Linked DNA regions of Mus musculus: region 2 is linked to region 1. Evidence: chromatin contacts called from public Hi-C data. All regions are on one chromosome and are shown on one strand. Each heading gives the region's core, a stretch centred on a gene start, on an enhancer-like site or on the middle of the called end of the contact. The rest is flanking DNA. Distances are from core to core; before and after follow the strand shown.

Region 1 (3,219 bases), core at 238-2,737:
CAGGCACATATTTAGTCCCTTAAACCCCTTGAATCGTCACATCCATTATGGCAACACATTTGGGACTTTCCATGGCCTCAGATACATAATCAAAATATCTTCTGGTTGTGTAGTCAAAACAAATACTACCATATTCCTGACTTACACCTGACAATGATGGCATTGCGTCTTTTGTCTTTAAAAAGACTGTACGCTGAGCTTTGGCGCTGAGAGTTATTTGAGGCAAGAACCTACTCTCAGTCAATTAAGTAACACTGCATTGACCTTCAAAGCTTTCCTACTCAAAGTATAAATCTTTGAGACAGGGAGTATATATCTATATGACAACATTGCCTGTGGCTAACATGAGTGTAGAGAAAAGAATGTACAAAATACCTGTTCTCGGTGCCCAATTTAGACCCAGCACTAATTATGAATCTTATAAATATCCCCAGGTGATGTGGAAATTAGCTCAGTGCCTTTCCAAGGGTCATAGAAAATATCCTAACAAGAAACTACTGGATCTGCCAGAACAACAACATAAAAAGCAAAATTTATAGCTTGATACCTGGCCGAGATAAAACAAGACTGATCGAATTATTTAGACAATAAAAGACCCTGCATTCAAAAAGATTACTACAATGACCTGAGAAAGTCATGAATTATTTAATAAATGATCTTGAATTTTTAGTCTAGTGGCTGGAAAAGAACTTAGATCCATAGTGTGTCATAAATGAAAATAACTTACGTGGAGTAAATATAAAACTGATCATAATAATACACTTTTACAACAGCTGTGAGTAGAAGACAATATTGTAAAGTCTCAAAAGAAACAAATATGTTAGCCGGGCATGGTGGCGCACGCCTTTAATCCCAGCACTTGGGAGGCAGAGGCAGGCGGATTTCTGAGTTTGAGGTCAGCCTGGTCTACAGAGCGAGTTCCAGGACAGCCAGGGCTACACAGAGAAACCCTGTCTCGAAAAACCAAAAAAAGAAACAAATATGTTAATGTAGAGTTAAAGCTCTCTATATAAAGAAATTATCCAAGGGCCATTGAAATGGCTCAGACATTAAAGGTGCTTTGCCCCAAACCTGATGATACAGGTTTGATCCCCAACGTCCCATGTTAGAGAAAAATTGAAAAACCAAAACAAAACACGAGAAGCAGATTCAATAACCTGACTTCTGGGTATGTGATGTGGGGGACAAAAACAAAAAAGCGAGAGGGCACACGAGTAGGGAAAGCGCACGGAGTCGCAACGATCGAGGCGACCTGCGTGCTGTAGGATAAAGTGTAGAGAAAAAGAGAAGCTTCCAGGATGCAAACGGAATTTGCCAGCATAATGGCGGTCTTCTCAGTTATACACAGCAAGGGTGCTCAAAAGGCACACATTTTCTCCCCTCCCGTAAAAGCGACCGAGCTCCTGGGTTCTCCGCGGAAAACCCAGGACTCGCGCATCCGTCTCCTCCTTCCGCTTCCGTGACCAGGGTGCCCGAGGGCCACTTCCGCTCCTGAGCCGCAGCAGCTTCCGTGGGCAACATGGCGGCATCCCGCTTGCCTCCCGCAGCCCTGACGCTGAAGCAGGTACTGCTGATCTCTCAGCCCCGCGGAGGTGTCCTGTGTGGTCGCGCTCCCCCTGCGACCTGGCTCGCCGCGGCCACCGCGGGCCTCGGCCGACAGCCTCAGCCTCCCGAGGGCGGAGCTGCTAGGCGTGCCCCGCCCTCGCAAGCCGCCCGCCCGCCGGTCCGCAAGGATTCTCTCTTGTTCTGTTTGCTAGCGAGGACCAAAGGGCTATTTCTGCTTGCTGAGTGGAGCCGGCTGGTTTGTGGTAACTTGTCTTTCTCCTTCCCTTGAGCAGTTCATGAGAAGGCAGCAAGTTCTCCTCCTCTACAGAAAGATTTTGCGAGCGATTAGGCAAGTTCCAAGTGATTCTGACCGAAAATACCTTCAGGATTGGGCCAGGGAAGAATTTAAAAGAAACAAAAGTGCCACAGAAGAGGTGAGAGCAAGACCACGCTGGGGCCACGGCTCCTTTGTCCCATTGTATCACTGAGCTTGTGAAGTTTAGCGAACACCTTGGAATATGCCACAGAGAATTTGCTCACTGCCCACTGGGTATTTTACATTTGTTTTGCAGCACATCTGGCTTTGTATTGTGTAGCCTAGCGTCCAGCTTTCCACTTCACACTACTGTTTTTTTTTGGGGGGGGGGGGTGGATGGGGGGAGTGCCTTTTGGTGACAGGATTGAATGTAGTGCCTTGGGCATTGGTAAGCCCACAGCTACAACCTGTAACAGCCACTGTTGGTTCTTGACTGTACCAGATACAATAATAGAACTTTGCCGTGGTTAAGCTGGTAAAACAATGACTAGATTGTCCTTTCCTCCACAGGATACAATCCGAATGATGATAACCCAAGGCAATATGCAGCTAAAGGAACTAGAAAGGACGCTTGCCTTAGCCAACTCGTAACTGGAAGATTTTTCATGTGTTTTGCACAGGCTCCGAGCCACTGTCATAGAGCACCCAAAAAGGTGATAATCACTCTGATCAAGAATATAAGTGAAGCGTGTTAATATTTCCACTACAGTCCGTGGCTGTAATAATTAAACGTGAACTAATGTCAAGATGAGAGGTTGGAATCCTCAATTGCTCAGAGGGAAGGTGAAATGGCAGCCCCTTTGAAAAACAGACGACTAGTTAGCAATTCTTAGAAAGGCAATGAGGACAGGGCTGGTAAAGATAGCTCCTCATGAAGACTCTTGCTGCCAAGGACAGAAGTTTGGTCCCTGTGACACTCATATCGTGGAAAAAAAAAAAAAACCACTCCAGAAAGTTGCCCTCCGACCTCCACACAGGCACTGTGGCACACAAACCAAAATGAGTGTATGTTGTGATGTGATCACAAGCTGTTACAAAGTCAGATGCAGGACTGGCAGTGTACTGCCCTAGAAAAGTGATTCTCTTGCTGTGGGTCATGACCCCTTTGGGGCCAAACAACTCTTTCACGGGGGTCTAGTATTAGGTATTTATGATTCATAACAGCAATATTACAGTTATGAAGTAACAAAATTTTTACAGTTGTGGGTCACCATAAAATTAGAGCTGTATTAAAGGGTCACAGCATTAGGAAGGTTAAGAACTGGCTAGAAACAGCGCTAGATCTTGCTTGAATAACCTGCTTTGTCCTTCAGAGTTCTGAAGTGACTTTCTTCAGGTGTGACATGGTTTGATAACCA
Region 2 (3,219 bases), core at 480-2,979, 110 kb after region 1:
GCTATACATCGACGTTTGAGGCTTATGTGACCTTGGAACTGTTTTCATCTTATTTCTTCAGAACTCCAATCATGATAACCTTTGCTTCATACCCCACCTGAGGTCCAACTGGGAGGCATGCTCTCCTCTCTGTCACCCCCACGCAACTCTCAGATGATGGGGACACCCTTGTCCAATTATTTGCCTCAAAATCATTAGGGCAAACAGGAATGTCATTTTTTCCCTTCCCCAAGGAGCAGTGACATCCGCAATGAGACCAAATTACTGATAACATTAAAAGTAGCCACATAACTTTACTAAATAAAGCGAGCTGTGCTTTCAGAATTTCATGACCATTACTCTATAAAGCCCTCAAAAGTCTACTCACACCTCTGACTTATTCACATGCTTATTTTCCAGATAGAAAATGAATAGCTGGGGAGTCCCCACTACCTCACAGCTACCAAAGGGCAGTAGCTGCAAACAGCTCAGCCTGATGCAGCCTTCTGCTCGGCTCTTAACCACTTCTCTACGCTGCCCTCTGTGGTCTTGAAAACCCCAGGTGACTACTACAGAACAGCACCTGGTGACTCAGGCCTGGGAATGCAGATGGGATAGGAGATGCTCAGGCCAGCAGGGCTCTCCTGATGCCTGTATGTGTGCTTCTGAGAGCTTTAGCTCATCTCTGGACAGGGAGTCAAGCTTCCTTGGAGAAGAAGGAACCTGGGGAGGGCCTGAGGAAAGTGTAGCTGGGGGAAGACTCTGCAGAGGAAGGAGAAGCTGGGCTATGGTGGGCCCACTCATGACCTTGACGCTACAGTAGGTTACTATTTGTGATTTACACTCCACATCCAGGGTGGCCCTTGCTGGGTAAATGTCCACATCTCATAAAAAGCTAAGATAGAAATTTCTAAAATCTAGATGAACAGGCAACAGAGTGTGGCAGCTGGTCACTCTAACGCTACCTCCATTCTTCATGCAGGGCAATCTAAGCAACTCCCAGTTATACCTACCCCCAAACTCCATTACTGCCTTCCACACCATTCACCCTACAGAGAGCTGAACACCTACTATGTGCAATGCAGCAGAGCTTCAGCAGAACAAAGCAAGGACCTTGGCCTCCAAGTAACTTAGTCAATAACAACTTAATTTGCATATAAATACTTTATTTACATGCATCTGTTCAGAAAAGGCAAACACAGAAACTGATTTCAGTTGAGTAGGACAGTGGAAATTACTGTAGCAGACCCTGGGCTTCACTGAGGAACGATGAAATGTTCTATTATGATGATGGGTTGCAACTGTAAATACACTGAAAGGCAGTGGATTTTATGGTATATAATTTGATTTCATTTGATAGTCTGTTGCACACCCTCCATTCCAGCACTGAGTAGGTACAGGCAGGCAGATCTCTAAGTTCAAGGCCAGCTCAGGGTACAGAGTGAGTTCCAGGATAACCAGAGCTGTCAAAACAAAACAATAGTAATAAGGAAAACTAGAAGCTGAGGAATGAGCTCGCTGTGTCAGGCCTTGAGGAGACTGAAGAGTCCTGGTTCTTGCATGAGAAAGGCTGTGGTCTACTTTGTGCCTGTTTTGTATGTCTTGGAGTCTATAACAATTATTTCACACAGGCTTTTTAGTGCAACTGTTTGGGAAGACCCTTCAGTGGCAACCTGTTTGCTGATGTGCCCCTTACAGCATTCAGCACATTCCTCTGGTGCTAAATTAAGCTGTGGTGACAAACACTCAAAGGATACGTCACCTGGGGTTGGCAGCTGTTTCCGCTCTGACTCAGGCTGACAGAGCATCCACCATCTGGAGCCTTGCCAGTAGCCAACAGGCGGAGAACATGAATTGGATGAGCACACACAAGCAGCCCAGAAGTGACACAGACATTTCTAACTAGAAGAAGTAGCCACGTGAACTTACCAGACGGCTAGGAAGTATCAAGACCTAGAAGGGTTTGGATTGCCCATCATCAGCACCGATGTCTACTCAAGGACTTAGGGTTTAGAATAGTCAGGAGCGGGTGATGGTGATGCAGCATGCCAGGCTCCCAATCTCTGAGATGTCCCCTTATCCACACAAAGGAGAAATAATATTCACCTCATCACATCTGAGTGTATCTCTAACTGTAAAAAATATAGAAGGTGCTCTGCAGAATTATGGAGGTGCTCGAGTCCTAAGTATTGCGTCACTTTTACTGTTTGGGCAAAGATATTAAAGCAATGTTTTGCCTTTGTAATGTAAATAACAAGCGGGCACTGTGTAATAAATTGTTACAGGTGCCAACGCATACAAAGAAGCACAAGTAAACCACAGCCTTTCCTGGGCCTCCAAGGCCTGAAGCAGTGGGCTACTTCCTTAGCTTCTAGTTTCATTCTTATTATTTTGGGGGGTGAAAGCAACATGTAGGGTGCTTCCAAGGCTCCCAAGCACTGAGAGCTGGAACTTCAACTCCATCACTGGTTTGGCAGAAGTGGTAATGTCCCACTCTGTCTGGCCTTTTAACACCAATGGATGATTCTCATTCATTTGCAGTGAGAGTGGTTTAGGAAGCTCGCTTGTGTGCAGTCTCTCTCTCTCTCCCTCTCTCTCTCTCTCTCTCTCTCACACACACACACACACACACACACACAGACCTCCCAACCCTATGTGTGCTTTAACTCTCCAGGCCTGGGAGGACGAGAGAGCACTTGTCTCCCAAGGCAAGATGAAAGTGGATAGACAGTGGTCCACAACCAGACAGATAGAACTGCTCAGAAACACTCCAGCCACCTCTCACACACACTTCATCTATGACAATGTTTGGGATGGTGGGGCTGCACTTCAGTGTTCAAGGGACAGTAGCTGTCACCCTCTCAGTATACAGAGGGCCCGTCATTCCTAAAGATCTGTTGTTCAGGCTGGAACAGAAATACAAATTTAAAAGCCAGGAGGACAAGCTCCAAGATATTTTAAGTTTTTGTAGAATAAAGCTCGAACAGTATACTAATAAAATAAACACACTGATTATACAAGCCTATAGGCACGCAGGAAAAGACATCTCTCAGCGCTGTTCCTTTTCAAATGTGGATACTCAAGTCAACGATGTCAGGTTTAGTAGCTGAGTCGCAGATGATGCCACCAATGCCGACTGTCACAGGCAGTCCTGCAGGTGTGCTTGAGCAACACTCTTGTTCTGAATTATGCTCCACACAAATGTCCCTCTGTGCTCAAGTTGACATCTCCTGGCTGTGA

The links. A called contact is a pair of places that touch in the nucleus more often than the background predicts.
Region 2: a Hi-C map of muscle stem cells shows a contact between it and region 1, with 2.0 times the contacts expected there. The contact joins the enhancer-like site here to the promoter of Lyrm2 in region 1. A contact is called at or near these places in 4 of 39 promoter capture datasets (cranial neural crest, frontonasal cranial neural crest, liver and 1 more), 2 of 484 Hi-C or Micro-C datasets (the AML12 cell line and muscle stem cells), 7 of 115 datasets of contacts at active chromatin or transcription factors (embryonic limb bud, embryonic stem cells, fetal liver and 2 more) and 1 of 9 other capture datasets (pancreatic islet).

The regions. Positions count from the first base shown.
Region 1 is chr4:32,798,772-32,801,990 of GRCm38.p6, forward strand. It overlaps Lyrm2 (LYR motif containing 2), which reads left to right and starts at 1,488. Exons shown (of 3, transcript NM_175364.4): 1 at 1,488-1,564; 2 at 1,839-1,979; 3 at 2,372-3,219. The coding sequence starts at 1,520. The coding sequence ends at 2,452.
Region 2 is chr4:32,905,057-32,908,275 of GRCm38.p6, forward strand. All of the region lies in intron 1 of Ankrd6 (ankyrin repeat domain 6), which reads right to left. Among named protein-coding and RNA genes, the nearest start is that of Ankrd6, 44 kb to the right of the region's middle. Within about 2 kb of position 1,730, at least 59 of the 459 cell types and tissues checked have an H3K27ac peak or open chromatin away from gene starts, as enhancers often do. A contact at or near this core is called in muscle stem cells, where this site is marked.